Linked DNA regions of Sus scrofa: region 1 is linked to region 2. The links are chromatin contacts, called in public HiChIP or PLAC-seq maps. All regions are on one chromosome and are shown on one strand. Each heading gives the region's core, a stretch centred on a gene start, on an enhancer-like site or on the middle of the called end of the contact. The rest is flanking DNA. Distances are from core to core; before and after follow the strand shown.

Region 1 (6,205 bases), core at 2,311-4,810, 53 kb after region 2:
AAAGAGCCAGAGAAGGAAGAGGCTGGGAAAGGAGGTACATTAGAGAAAAAAAGGTTTTGGAAAGCTCCATGTATACCAGACAATCTAGAAGGCCACACACATGCCCAGGGCTCGACGCATGCAGAGAAGACCTGAGAAAATCCTAAACTTTCACTCTGCTTGACTTTTAGGCTCTGTGCAAGCAGAAAATAAAGGCTAAGGCAGAGTTGTAAATGGCCTGGATAAGCACTGAGGAAGTGCTTCCACACCGGTCTGCAAAGAGCAGGTGGTTTTTGTTTTGTTTTGTTTTTTTCCTCTAGGTGTTTAAGGAAATCCCTGTCAAATCACTAGCTGACCACTAAGCCAATGGAACAGAGAATCCAATGGCCACTTCTAAGAAGGAATACAGTCTTTACAAATATAATTTAGCAACATCACTAAACAACCACACCCCATAGCAAGCAGTGACAACAAACCCTGGGAGAGGGTAGAATCTGAGTTATCCCATTCTAATGTTTTCAGAGTTACCACCTTATAATATTCAAAACATTTGCTTTAAGCAAAAGAATGATGAGGCAGGCAAAGAAATAAGAAAGGAAGGAAGGAAAGAAGGAAGAAAGGGAAAAAATGAAGGTCTAGCTCAAAATGGCTTATAGGCTTAAATGTAAAATACAAAACTATAAAACTTCTAGAAAATAGTATAAGAGAAAATCTAGGTGACCTTGAATTTGACAGTGACTCTTTAGATGCAACATCAAAAGCACACTCTGTAAAAGAAAAAAGTTAAATTGAACTTCATTAAAATTATTTTCTGCTTTACAAAAGACAAAGTTAAGAAAATGAAAAGATGAGTCACAGACTGGGAGAAAATAGTTGCAAAAAACACATATCTGATAAAGAATTTGTACGCCAAATACATGAAGAACTCAACAAGAAAATAACACAGTTTTAAAATGGGCAAAAAAAATCTGAAAAGATATTTCACCAAAGATATATCAATAGCAAATAAAGACATGTAAAGATACTTGATATGGTCATATGTCATAAGGGAACTGCAAATTAAAACAAGATAAAAAAAAAAAACAACAACAAGATATCACTATATATCTATTAGAATGGTTAAAATCCTGAAACAACATCAAATGTTGATGAGGATATGGAGCACCAGGGACTTGCACTCATTGCTTGTGGGAATTCAGAATGATACAGACAATCATTTTGAAGATGGTCTCATGGTTTCTTACAAAGCTAAACACAATCTTACCCTATGATCTAGCAATCACACTCCTAGGCATTAACCCAAATGAACTGAAAAACTATGTCCACGCAAAAACCTGCATGTGAATATTTATAGCAGCTTTATTCATGACTACCCAAAACTGAAAGCGACAAGATGTCCTTCAATAGGTGAAAGATAAACAAACTCTGGCACATCTATACAATGGAATATTATTCAACAACAAGGAGGAAGGAGCTACCAAGCCACAAAAAGTCATGGAGGAACCAAAATGCAGATTGCTAAGTGAAAGAAGCCAATCTGAAAAGGCTCCCGACTGTGATTGCTACTCTATGACATTCCGGAAAAGGCAAAACTAAAAAGACAATAAAAAGGTCAGTGGTTTCCAAGGGTTGGGGGAGGGAGGGATGAATAAGCAGAGCACAGAGGATTTTTAGGGCAGTGAAACTATTTCATAGGATATTGTAGTGATGGATATATAACCTTACATATTTGTCAAAACCCACAGAACTGTACAACCCAAAGATTTAATCCTAATGTATAGACTTCAGTTAATAAACATGGGAGTTCCTGTTGTGGCACAGCAGAAAAAAATCCGACTAGGAACCATGAGGTTGCGGGTTCAATTCCTGACCTCACTCAGTGGCTTAAGGATCTGGTGTTGCCGTGAGCTGTGGTGTAGGTCACAGATGCAGCTTGGATCCTGTGTTGCTGTGGCTGTGGTGTAGGCCAGCAGATGTAGCTCCTATTTGACCCCTAGCCTGGGGACCTCCATACGCCACAGGTGCGGCCCTGAAAAGCAAAAATCAATATTGGTTCATCAATCATAATAAATGTTCCATACTAAAGCAAAATGTTGTAACAGGGGAAATTATGTGCAGTGGAGATGGGGTATATGAGAACTCTCATGTATTTCCTCAGTTTTTCTGTAAACATAAAACTGCTCTAAAAAATAAAGTTCATTAATTTTTAAAAAGAAGGAGAGAAGTCTGAATGATCCCTGAGGAAGCACAGGTACTGACTTACTAGACAAAGACTTTTTTTAAAAAGATTTTATTTCTTTTGACTATACTAAGAATGGAAACATAGTCTTATTATTTTTGGTCTTTCATCTTTTTAGGGCTGCACCCATGGTATATGGAGGTTCCCAGGCTAGGGGTCTAATTGGAGCTGTAGCTGCTGGCCTACATCACAGCCAAAGCCATGCCAGATCCGAGCTGTTGTCTGTGACCTACACCACAGCTCATGGCAATGCCAGATCCTAAACCCACTGAGTGAGGCCAGGGATTGAACCCGCAACCACGTGGTTCCTAGTTGGATTCGTTTCCACTGTGCCACGACAGGAACTCCTAGACAAAGACTTTAAATCAACTGTCTTGAAAGTTAATTACATGACTGTGGTCTCCTTTTGGTGGACTTAGAGAATACTTTCTGCTCTTTCAAAAGGCAGTGTTTTATCCCTGGCTGGTATAAGATTTTGATGAAATGTTGTACAAAAGGGAAGGCAAGGAGTTATTGCTAGAAACTACAAGACATTTTCAAGAGTCTACACCAGTATTCAATTTGGCAGGACACTTAGCCATCTGCTGCAACCAATGACTCTTCATTGGTGAAGGGTTAACAAATCCACTTCTCTCCTTCTCCATGGACTAATTTGATCTAACTCTTTTTCTGAAAACCTGATACATGGAGAATGTCAGCTGTATTATCAGAAAACATTATTTATGATAAAAATGACCATTGAATTGTAAATAGTATTCGGAAAGTTCTGTGTTTGAACTATTTAAACCAAGTAGAGAACCTGAGCTCTGTTTCCACCCCTGAGTCCTTCTTGGTAAACTTGGACCAAGTGTGGTCTATTAGGACTTATGGATCTGAATGTGGTGATGAGCCTGAGAAGTCCTCCAGGTGGGCATTGCAGAGCGTGCCAGCAGTGGGCTAGACTTTCAGATCCTCAACTCAGTTTGGCCAAAACAACATGAGAGGAAAAGGAAGGGGAGGAAGGTGGTTGACAGGTATGAAGGCCAGGTTGGTAGGTCCATCTGCCTGTAGCTTGATGGCTAAATCTCTATGGCATATACAGGGAATAAATCGTTTTGTGAGGGGAGATGAGGATAGGAATGAGGCCAAGTTTGTGTTAAAGGAAGAACTGCTTATACTCTTTACTTGCATGAACTGGATCTCACTAAAACCAGCTATAGCTGGGCTGGCAGAAATGATATTACCATTCATTGAGCCATTCTATAAGATACAATTAATACAGGTCAAACTGGGCACTGATGACTAGCTGAGGAGTCATGCAGCCCACAGACCCCATGCTTGTTACAAAGAGGTGAAAAAAAACTGTGCAAAAGGTCAAGCAAGAAGCCAGTCCTAGAAACTCAGACATACACTCATGCGTCTATACCACGTCGCTCTGGTCTGCACCAAAAACATCTATGAGCCCCAACAGGGCACAAAAGCTGGCAAGGACAGACAAGTATCCACAGCCACCTTACTCCACAGCAGCATCCTGAGAGCAGCAGTGCCAGCTGTGATGGCTACAGGGCATCCTCCTGCACCTACACCCGAGTGCCCACAACCATACCTGCCTGGGACCACCTATAGGTAGAGGTTAGAAGGGCTCTCACAGAATGGTGAGGGGCAGTTGAGATAACATACATACCCCACTCTTTCCAGTTACAGGAAATTTTTTTAGTCACAGGATCTCATTTTTGATTCAGTTCCCATAAAAATGGATATGTGTTTTTCCAACTCAGAACAAAAGCAAGAGATTCAGAGGGGCAGGATTTGGCACTTGATGATCTAAAGTCATCAACTTCATACAGTTGACACACTGATAAAACAGAAGTTAGAGAAAAATGCAAAAGCACACTGAAGAAATCAGAAAGCCTGCCAGGATAAATCTGTCGAATGTAAGAGAGAAAAATTTCCCCAGAGCCTAGTCTCACTGTACTATAACACATTACAGACACTGCCTCTCATGACAATGGTGCTGAGTGAATGAGAAAAGATTTCTTGGCTGAGGGGTGGAGGCAGGTGTACAAGCCCACAGAACCAATATTGCAACTAGGACAAAGGTCTAGAGCTGTGAGACTCACTCAACCCTGTTCAGGATCTGATCTGCAAAAAAAAAAAAAGCATCCAGGAGCCCTGATGGGACAAGAGCAGGCAACAGCATTTTTTTTAAACAGCTTATTATTTTTTTAACAGTATTTCTTAAGTAGGACCCTGTGTAACAAGAAAAATTGAGAACAGATTTTGACTATTTGCTGTCATTCAGTTTTATTAACAAAGGGATCCACTGTTCATCACTTGAGGGCAGATTGGAAATGGCAAAATAGTTAAGAGATGAGTAGGGTTTCAATTAGTCGCTCTTCAGAAGAGTAAAAACTCTTCTGGGCTGGGGAAATTTCATGACAAAATGGCATATAGTAGTTAAAAGTCCCTTCCTGCTCCTCCAATACAGAATTTTCCAACTGCCCACCAAAACACCCATGAACACACAGAAACTCTCAAAAACTTACTTTACCATTGAAAATAAAGGAGGATAGAAAATTAACAGCAGGATCCCAAAGCATCGACACTCAGAAAGACGTATCTAGAGCTATAGGAAGGAAAACCTATCCTACTCAAGCTTCGTTTTCAGGAAAATAGACACCTTCCGAAAAGTAGGAAGGAATTTTGTCCCTCTCATTGTTTGTCTCTGACTCAAATACTAAGGATGAGTAATGACCAGGTAATTAAGTAACATTTCTTTCACCACAATGCTACTGATGGGAGGGGGTCCGAATACTAAGTTCTCCTTCTACAGACCATCACCCTCCAGCTATCCAAGATTTCTACCCCTAGTCAGTGATGGACTAAAATAAGAAGTGAGCAAGAAGCATTCTCACCACTCCAATTCAACATAGTACTGAGAGTCCTAGCCAGAGCAACTAGGCAAGAAAAGGAAATAAAAGGCATCCAAATTGGAAAGGAAATGGTAAAATTATCTCTGTTTGCAGATGATATGATTTTATATAGAGAGAATCCTAAATATTTCACCAAAAAAACCCACACCACCTATTAGAATAAACAAATTCAGTAAGTTGCAGGATATAAAACAAACATACAAAATCAGTTGTGCTTCTATGCACTAACAACAAAGTATATGAAAAATAAAGAAAACGATCCCATTTACGAATGCATCGAAAAGACTAAAATACCTATGAATGAATTTAACCAAGGAGGTTAAAGACCTGTACCTTGAAAACTATAAGGCACTGATGAAAGAACTTGGAAAAGACACAAATATATGCAATGTCCATGGATCAGAAGACTTAACATTGTTAAAATATCCATACTACCCAAAGCCATCTGTAGATTCAGTGCATTTCCTATCAAATTCCAATGGCATTTTCCACAGAAATGAAAAAAAAATTCCTACAATTCATATGGAATCACAAAAGTCCCTGAACACCCAAAACAATCTGAAAGAGAACAAAACTGGAGCATTATACTTCCTGATTTCAAACTGTATTACAAAGCTATAGTAATCAAAAAATATGGTATTGGCATAATATGATACACATGCCAGTGGAACAAAATCAAGAGCCAAAACATAAGCTATACGTATATGGTCAATAATTGACAAGAGAGTCAAGAATACTCAACAGGTAAAGGATTGTCTCACCAAAAAATGGTGTTGGGAAGAATGGATATGCACATGTAAAAGAATAGAATTGGACCCCTATCTTGTTGGGAGACATGTTTCTACAATCTTTTCTTAGCCTCTTTGCTACTATCTTCTATGCTGAAAACTCCATCTTGTCCTGCTTTACTTTACCCCATATTCCTGCTTGAAAAACAGTCCCAGTGCTGGTAAATAACTTTAAGAACAAAGACCAAAAGGCATAAGTTATTCATATGGTCAGCTGAATGAGGACATAATGCATTGGTCTAGGCATGCTGGACCTGTGCAGATAGGCACGCCCATTTGCACAGCAT
Region 2 (6,132 bases), core at 2,012-4,511:
GAATTTGTCTATGAAGCCATCTGGTCCTGGACTTTTGTTTGTTGGAAGTTTTTTAATCACAGTTTCGATTTCAGTTCTTGTGATGGGTCCATTCATCGTTTCTATTTCATCTTGGGTTTTTTTATACAACATTATTCTAGCAATAACTACATAGCACAATAACTTAAAAGAAACATTTTTGGAAGGATGTTGGGGGCTCACAGAATCAATAATGGTGGAGATGAGGAAACAGGCAGAAACTAGGATATTTCTGGAGGATAGGATTCAAACACCAGCAAGAAGTCTAAAGGGAGGTTCTGGAAGGCTGGCATGAAATAGAGTTCTATTTCTTTGATCCTCCAGTCAAGCTTCAAATAGCTGGAAGAGATGATGTAACTGTCCTCACTTGGGCCACCTCCCTACCCATTAAGGAGGGAATTCTGGAATCTTGGTCCCTGTCTCCCAGACTACATCCAGCAGGAAGAAAGGATGCCCAAAAGGAAATGATGGACTTTTCTTTCTTTCTTTCTTTCTTTTTTTGTCTTTTTAGGGCCAAACCCACGGCATATGGAGGTTCCCAGGCTAGAGGTCGAATTAGAACTGTAGCCTACGCCACAGCCACAGCAACACGGGATCTGAGCCATGTCTGTGACCTACACCATAGCTCATGGCAACACCAGATCCTTCTCTCACTGAGCCAGGCCAGGGATCGAACCTACATCCTCATGGATGCTAGTCAGATTCGTTTCTGCTGAGCCATGATGGGAACTCTGGAAAATGATGGACTTTTAATAAGAGGGGATTGAAACTGGGCAGCCAGAAATACAAAATGGCCAAGACTTGCACTGACCAAGCAACCTTCTGCTTATGCTCTTTCTTCCACCGAGGGCCTGCGGAAGAGAATTCCCACCAGCACATACACTTATTTGGCCAACTCGGCAATGATATTTTTCACAGTAAAACTCATGCTTGATCTTGAGAGAAGGCTATCTGTTACTTCCAGTACTGTTTTCCTGTATCTATGTAGGACCTACCTATGCATTCCAAGTGACTTAACCAAGGCACTGCTTCCTGGGAAGGGTCATGTTAGCCACCATCTGGCCTCCTAGAGGTCTCCTCTGAGGCTATCCTTTTCTACTGGCAACACAGACAAGAGGATTAATCTAGACAGAGCCAAGGAGGAGCAACAAGCAAGTCAGTTGGTATTAGATTTTACTTTGAAAACCTGGATAATCAGATTAAGGCTTTCTCTTACATAACTAGCTAGACATTGTTGGAGATAACTTTGTGTTGGGGAGTAACTCAAACCGAACTGTGTTTTAGAGAGTTCTCTTGTGGCACAGTGGGTTAAGGATCCAGTGTTGTCACTGCAGAGGCTCGGGTTGCTGCTGTGGCACGGTTTCAACCCCTGGCCCGGGATCTTCCACATGCCAAGGATGCAGCCACACACACACACAAAGAATTGTGTGTTAGGAAAATGATTCTTTCTAGGGTGCATAGGTTGGAGAATAGAAGGGAGAAATTTTCCATGGAGTCTGTTTGTCTCTATAATGTCACTTTTCAAGCTACATGTGTAACCATGGGGAACTTTGAAATCCGTTTCATCCTCCCCAGAAGTCCCCCATCCAAGGCCAAGGCAAGCCTGATCCTGTCAATCATCAGAGACTAGATGAAATCTACCACATTCAGGATTGAGTGGTAAGGCATCAATAAAGGATTTGGGGTGTGCTTCCACGTTGGGGGCTTCCAGACTGCCTCTGGAGAGCTTTAGAGCTGTTGCAAGAGGTTCCAAGCTGACATATGCCTCCAACACAGTCTGAGGCTGGTTAATAACATATCTTATGTGCCTGCACTTCTCTTCCCTAAGTATATGTAGAAGTGATTGGGTTTAATTCAATGCAAAATCATTTTCAAATCATAATTCAATCAAAATCATTTTTGAGTCATAACAATTATTTCTTGTTAGTATAGATTTTTCTCAACCAATAAACATTACAAACAAAATTACTGCCAAATAGGGGTCCACAAACTAGAGATGATATAGCACCTATCTCCCTGAATTAACGTGAGGCTTAATTGACTAACTGCATGGAGGTGCTTAGAGCAGTGCTCAAAACAGTAAACATTCAAAAAATATCAACCACTGTTACAAAGCGAGCCTCATGTTTGAAAGGTGGGGATCACTCATCTAGATGATCTCTAGAACCATCCTTGTGCCACTTGTCTCAGTAGCTTTATGAATATTCTGATAAATCTTGTAAAATGGAAAGAAATACTTTGAGATCGGTTGATCCTGTTGTTCATGGTGCACAGAATGGCTGTGGCTATAAGCCGTTCACGAATCAGGTAGAGGGCATCCTTAGAAAAGGATCCCATCTCTTTGACAGCGTAGTGGAGAGAGGCCAAACCCGGAGCCCTTTGGGCACTAGTACGACTTCATCTGTTGCCTCCAGTGAGAATAATAAACTGCTGTTCTGTCAAATAGCCTCTTGCCCACCAGAAAGCGCAACAGCAACTACTAATATAACCACACGGTGTCGCTGTGACCCTTCACACGCGGGCCGGTCCCCGCGGGCAAGACCTCCGTTCAGTTTCAAAGTTTCTTAGTACTTCTCAAACCCTGTGGGGCATAAGAATCAGCTGGGGTCTTGTTTAAAAGGCAGATTCGAATTCAGTAAGTCTGGGATGGAGCCTGAAATCCTGCAGTACTAACAAGCTCTCAGGTGATACCCATGCTGGAGCTGTCAACATTTCTGCCTTGTTGGTTTGAAATGGGCGGGCAGTAAGAATTAAGGAGACTCGAAAAGCGGCCCCATTGCACGCCTTTCAGAGGTAGTGACGAGGCAGAGGAAAGAAAAATGAGAAACAAAAGAGAAAACGAGGGCGGCTTTCTTTTAACATTCCACATCCCACGAGCCTCCTGTGGTCCCGTCCTCGAAAGTGCGACTCATGTGGCAGGTGTCCCGTCAAGGTGAGCTGTGGAGAGGTCGGATGGGTCTTCTCGGTATATTCTTTCTCTGACACGAGGGCGGCTCATTAAAGACCTTACTGCCGAACGTGCAAAACGCTAAGTGGCCAAAGGCTTCAGCACACACTGCCCAGTTGCCCCCAAAGCCAAGTTAGGCTTCTAAAGGGTCCATACAGATGGGATGGAGCGAGCCAACCTGAGAACTGCGTGGTGGGCTAACCCCAAGGGACGTCTTGCTGCTGGAGTTGCTCTTGCATGCACAATAGGATCTATTTTAAGGTCGTGAACTTCTGCTTTCCGCCTCCGGAAAGGCCCGCGGGGAGCAACCAGCGAAGTGAAACTGCTTCTAACCGGACTTCTGTGAGGCCCTGGCTTCAAGGTTAGATGCGCGCTGCAAAATGGGATGTCGCAGTACCGCTGGCTCCCGCCATGCCTGCTGCTGTTTCTCTCTGTCCTTTTATTTATTTTTGGTCTGGTTTTTCTTTTTTCTTCTTCTTCTTCTTTTTTTTTTTTTTTTTTTTTTTTTTTTTTTTTTGTGGTCTTCGTCTCTCATTTGTGTCCTTTGGGGGCTTGAAGCTGGGTTTTAAGATAAAGATTTAAAAAGAAAAAACAAATGTCTATCTATTCAGTTTTTAATCTATTAGATCGATTCAGTTTAAAGCTTTTCCAGCTTTTTGCCTGTAAAGTCTAAGGAAGATGTTGGCTCTAGGTTTTTTCTAAGGTTCTGGCAACCGAGACAATCTCCCCCTCCGTCCTCTCCTGGGTCTCCGTAGGGAACAAAGCATTAAACTGCATCCGATTTGCATTAAAGTGGGAAGAAAAGCTTGGCTGTTGGGGTGTTCACTCCTCTCGGTTTATGTGCATAAATTGATATTCGTGAGACTCAGGGAGACTCTGGATCCCTGCTCAGTAGCTTGGAAATGCTGAGATGTTGAAACCAGTTTTGAGGAAAGCGCTTTTGTGTGTGTGTGTTTGCATCTTGTGTAACATGTAGTTCAGCTACTTATTTTGATTCTAAAAACCACAAATGTGGTTTGAGGGAGCTGATTTCCTGAACTTTTTGAAGAATAAGATGTTTTAAAATTCTAATGTAAACTTGCGATATAAATTGTCAAGTCTTAGAGGTATGATACCATTTTACAGTCTTTGCGTACTTATGGACCCTGAAATGATCATGTTCAGAAACCGAAAAAGGGAAATAGCAAAGGGCCCAAATTTGGTTTTGCCCAATGGGCTAATTATTCACAACTTCATCTGCATAATTTATTGTTAAGTATTAAAAGCATTTAGTGATTTTTCTTCACTTTTTTCAGAAAAATATTATAGAAAAGACCCCAAGTGTTTGACAATATTTTATTTTATTTTTTTATTTTTTTAGTCTTTTTTAGCTATTTCTTGGGCCGCTCCCGCGGCATATGGAGGTTCCCAGGCTAGGGGTCCAATCGGAGCTGTAGCCCCCGGCCTACTCCAGAGCCACAGCAACGTGGGATCCGAGCCGCGTCTGCAACCTACACCACAGCTCACGGCAATGCCGGATCCTTAACCCACTGAGCAAGGGCAGGGACCGAACCCGCAACCTCATGATTCCTAGTCGGATTCGTTAACCACTGCGCCACGACGGGAACTCCTGACAATATTTTAAATGAGCAGAAATTTAAACTTTCATGCTGTAAGAGTTATAGAAAAATTTCACCAGATCCTTGTTTTGATTATACATACTTACGGTACTATTTCGATTGGAATGAACATGCTGTGTTTTTCTCTTTCCTTTGGTGTCTCTTTAATTAGGCCTTTCTGAGCTGGTTATTTAGTCACAGTCACATTTTCTTTAAAGCTGACTGGTATACTTATAAGACTTGGTGGTTCATACTGTATATTTATGTGCACCCCAATTAATAATGTTCTATTTTTGATGGTTTATTTATCTATTTCTCTAGCAGAATCATTTAATATGACATCACATTTCAAATTACTATTTTTATTTTCGGATAAAACTCTAAGCACTAGTAGGATTGTCTTATGGTTCTCAATTTTTTTAATTGAGGCATAACGGACATAGTAATATGAGATTAGTTTCAGGGGTACCACATAACGATTTGCTCTTTGGATATGTTGCAGAAGGAGCATTGCAATAATTCTCATTAACATCTGTCACCATACATAGTTACCAAATGTTTTTCTTATAATGAGAACTTTTAGGATCTATGCTTTCAGCAGCTTTCAAATAAGCCAGTGTTATTAACTATAGTCCCCATGCTGTGTCTCACACCCCCATGACTTAGTTTATAGCTAGAAATTTGTACCTTTTGAGCCCCTTCACTCTTTTCACCCCCACTCTGACCCCTGCCTCTGGCAACCACCTACTGGTTTTCTGTATCTGTGAGCTTGGTTTTTTGGTTAGGTTTTGTTTTTGTTTGAGATTCCGCATCGAAGTGAGATCATGTAGTATTTGTCTTTCTCTTACTTCACTTTGCATAATGTCTTCAGGATCTACTCATGTCGTCACGGATGGCAAGATTTTTTTTTTTTTTGTCTTTTTGTCTTTTCTAGGGCCGAACCCTCGGCGTACGGAGGTTCCCAGGCTAGGGGTCCAGTCGGAGCTGTAGCCACTCACCTAGCCACAACCACAGCAACTTGGGATCCAAGCCACATCTGTGACCTATACCACAGCTCACGGCAGTGCCAGATCCTTAACCCACTGAGCGAGGCCAGGGATCGAACCTGCGTCCTCATGGATGCCAGGCAGATTCATTTCCACTGAGCCATGACAGGAACTTCTATACCACATTTTCTATATTCAGTCACCATCCATAGGCACTTAGGTTACTTCTCTCTTTTTGCTGTTCTAAATAGTGCAGCAATGAACGTGGGGGAGTGGATTCTTTTCAAATTAGTGTTTTTGTTCTCTTCACATAAGTACTCAGGTGTGGAATTGCTGGTCATGTGGTAGTTTTGTTTTTTAATTTTTTTGGTAAAAAAAAAAAAATCCCTACTGTGTTTTGCAATGCCTGCGTCAATTTACCTTTCTCTGTACGGTGCTCAAGAGCTCCCTTTTCTCCACATCCTCACCAACCTTGTCATTTCTGGCCTTTTTGATGATATCCATTCTGACGGGTGTGAGGTGGCATCTCATTGTGGTTTTGATTGCGTTTCGCTGATGATGAGTGAGCTGAGCTTGTTGACTT

Evidence for each region. HiChIP or PLAC-seq counts read pairs in DNA pulled down with a chosen protein or histone mark.
Region 1: an H3K27ac HiChIP or PLAC-seq map of alveolar macrophages shows a contact between it and region 2. The contact joins two enhancer-like sites. A contact is called at or near these places in 16 of 47 Hi-C or Micro-C datasets (alveolar macrophages, blood, embryonic fibroblasts and 7 more) and 1 of 2 datasets of contacts at active chromatin or transcription factors (alveolar macrophages).

What each region holds. Positions count from the first base shown.
Region 1 is chr8:30,164,996-30,171,200 of Sscrofa11.1, forward strand. All of the region lies in intron 1 of TLR6 (toll like receptor 6), which reads right to left. Among named protein-coding and RNA genes, the nearest start is that of TLR6, 13 kb to the right of the region's middle. Within about 2 kb of position 3,561, at least 5 of the 83 cell types and tissues checked have an H3K27ac peak or open chromatin away from gene starts, as enhancers often do. A contact at or near this core is called in alveolar macrophages, where this site is marked.
Region 2 is chr8:30,112,025-30,118,156 of Sscrofa11.1, forward strand. No RefSeq gene overlaps it. Among named protein-coding and RNA genes, the nearest start is that of TLR10, 20 kb to the right of the region's middle. Within about 2 kb of position 3,262, at least 49 of the 83 cell types and tissues checked have an H3K27ac peak or open chromatin away from gene starts, as enhancers often do. A contact at or near this core is called in alveolar macrophages, where this site is marked.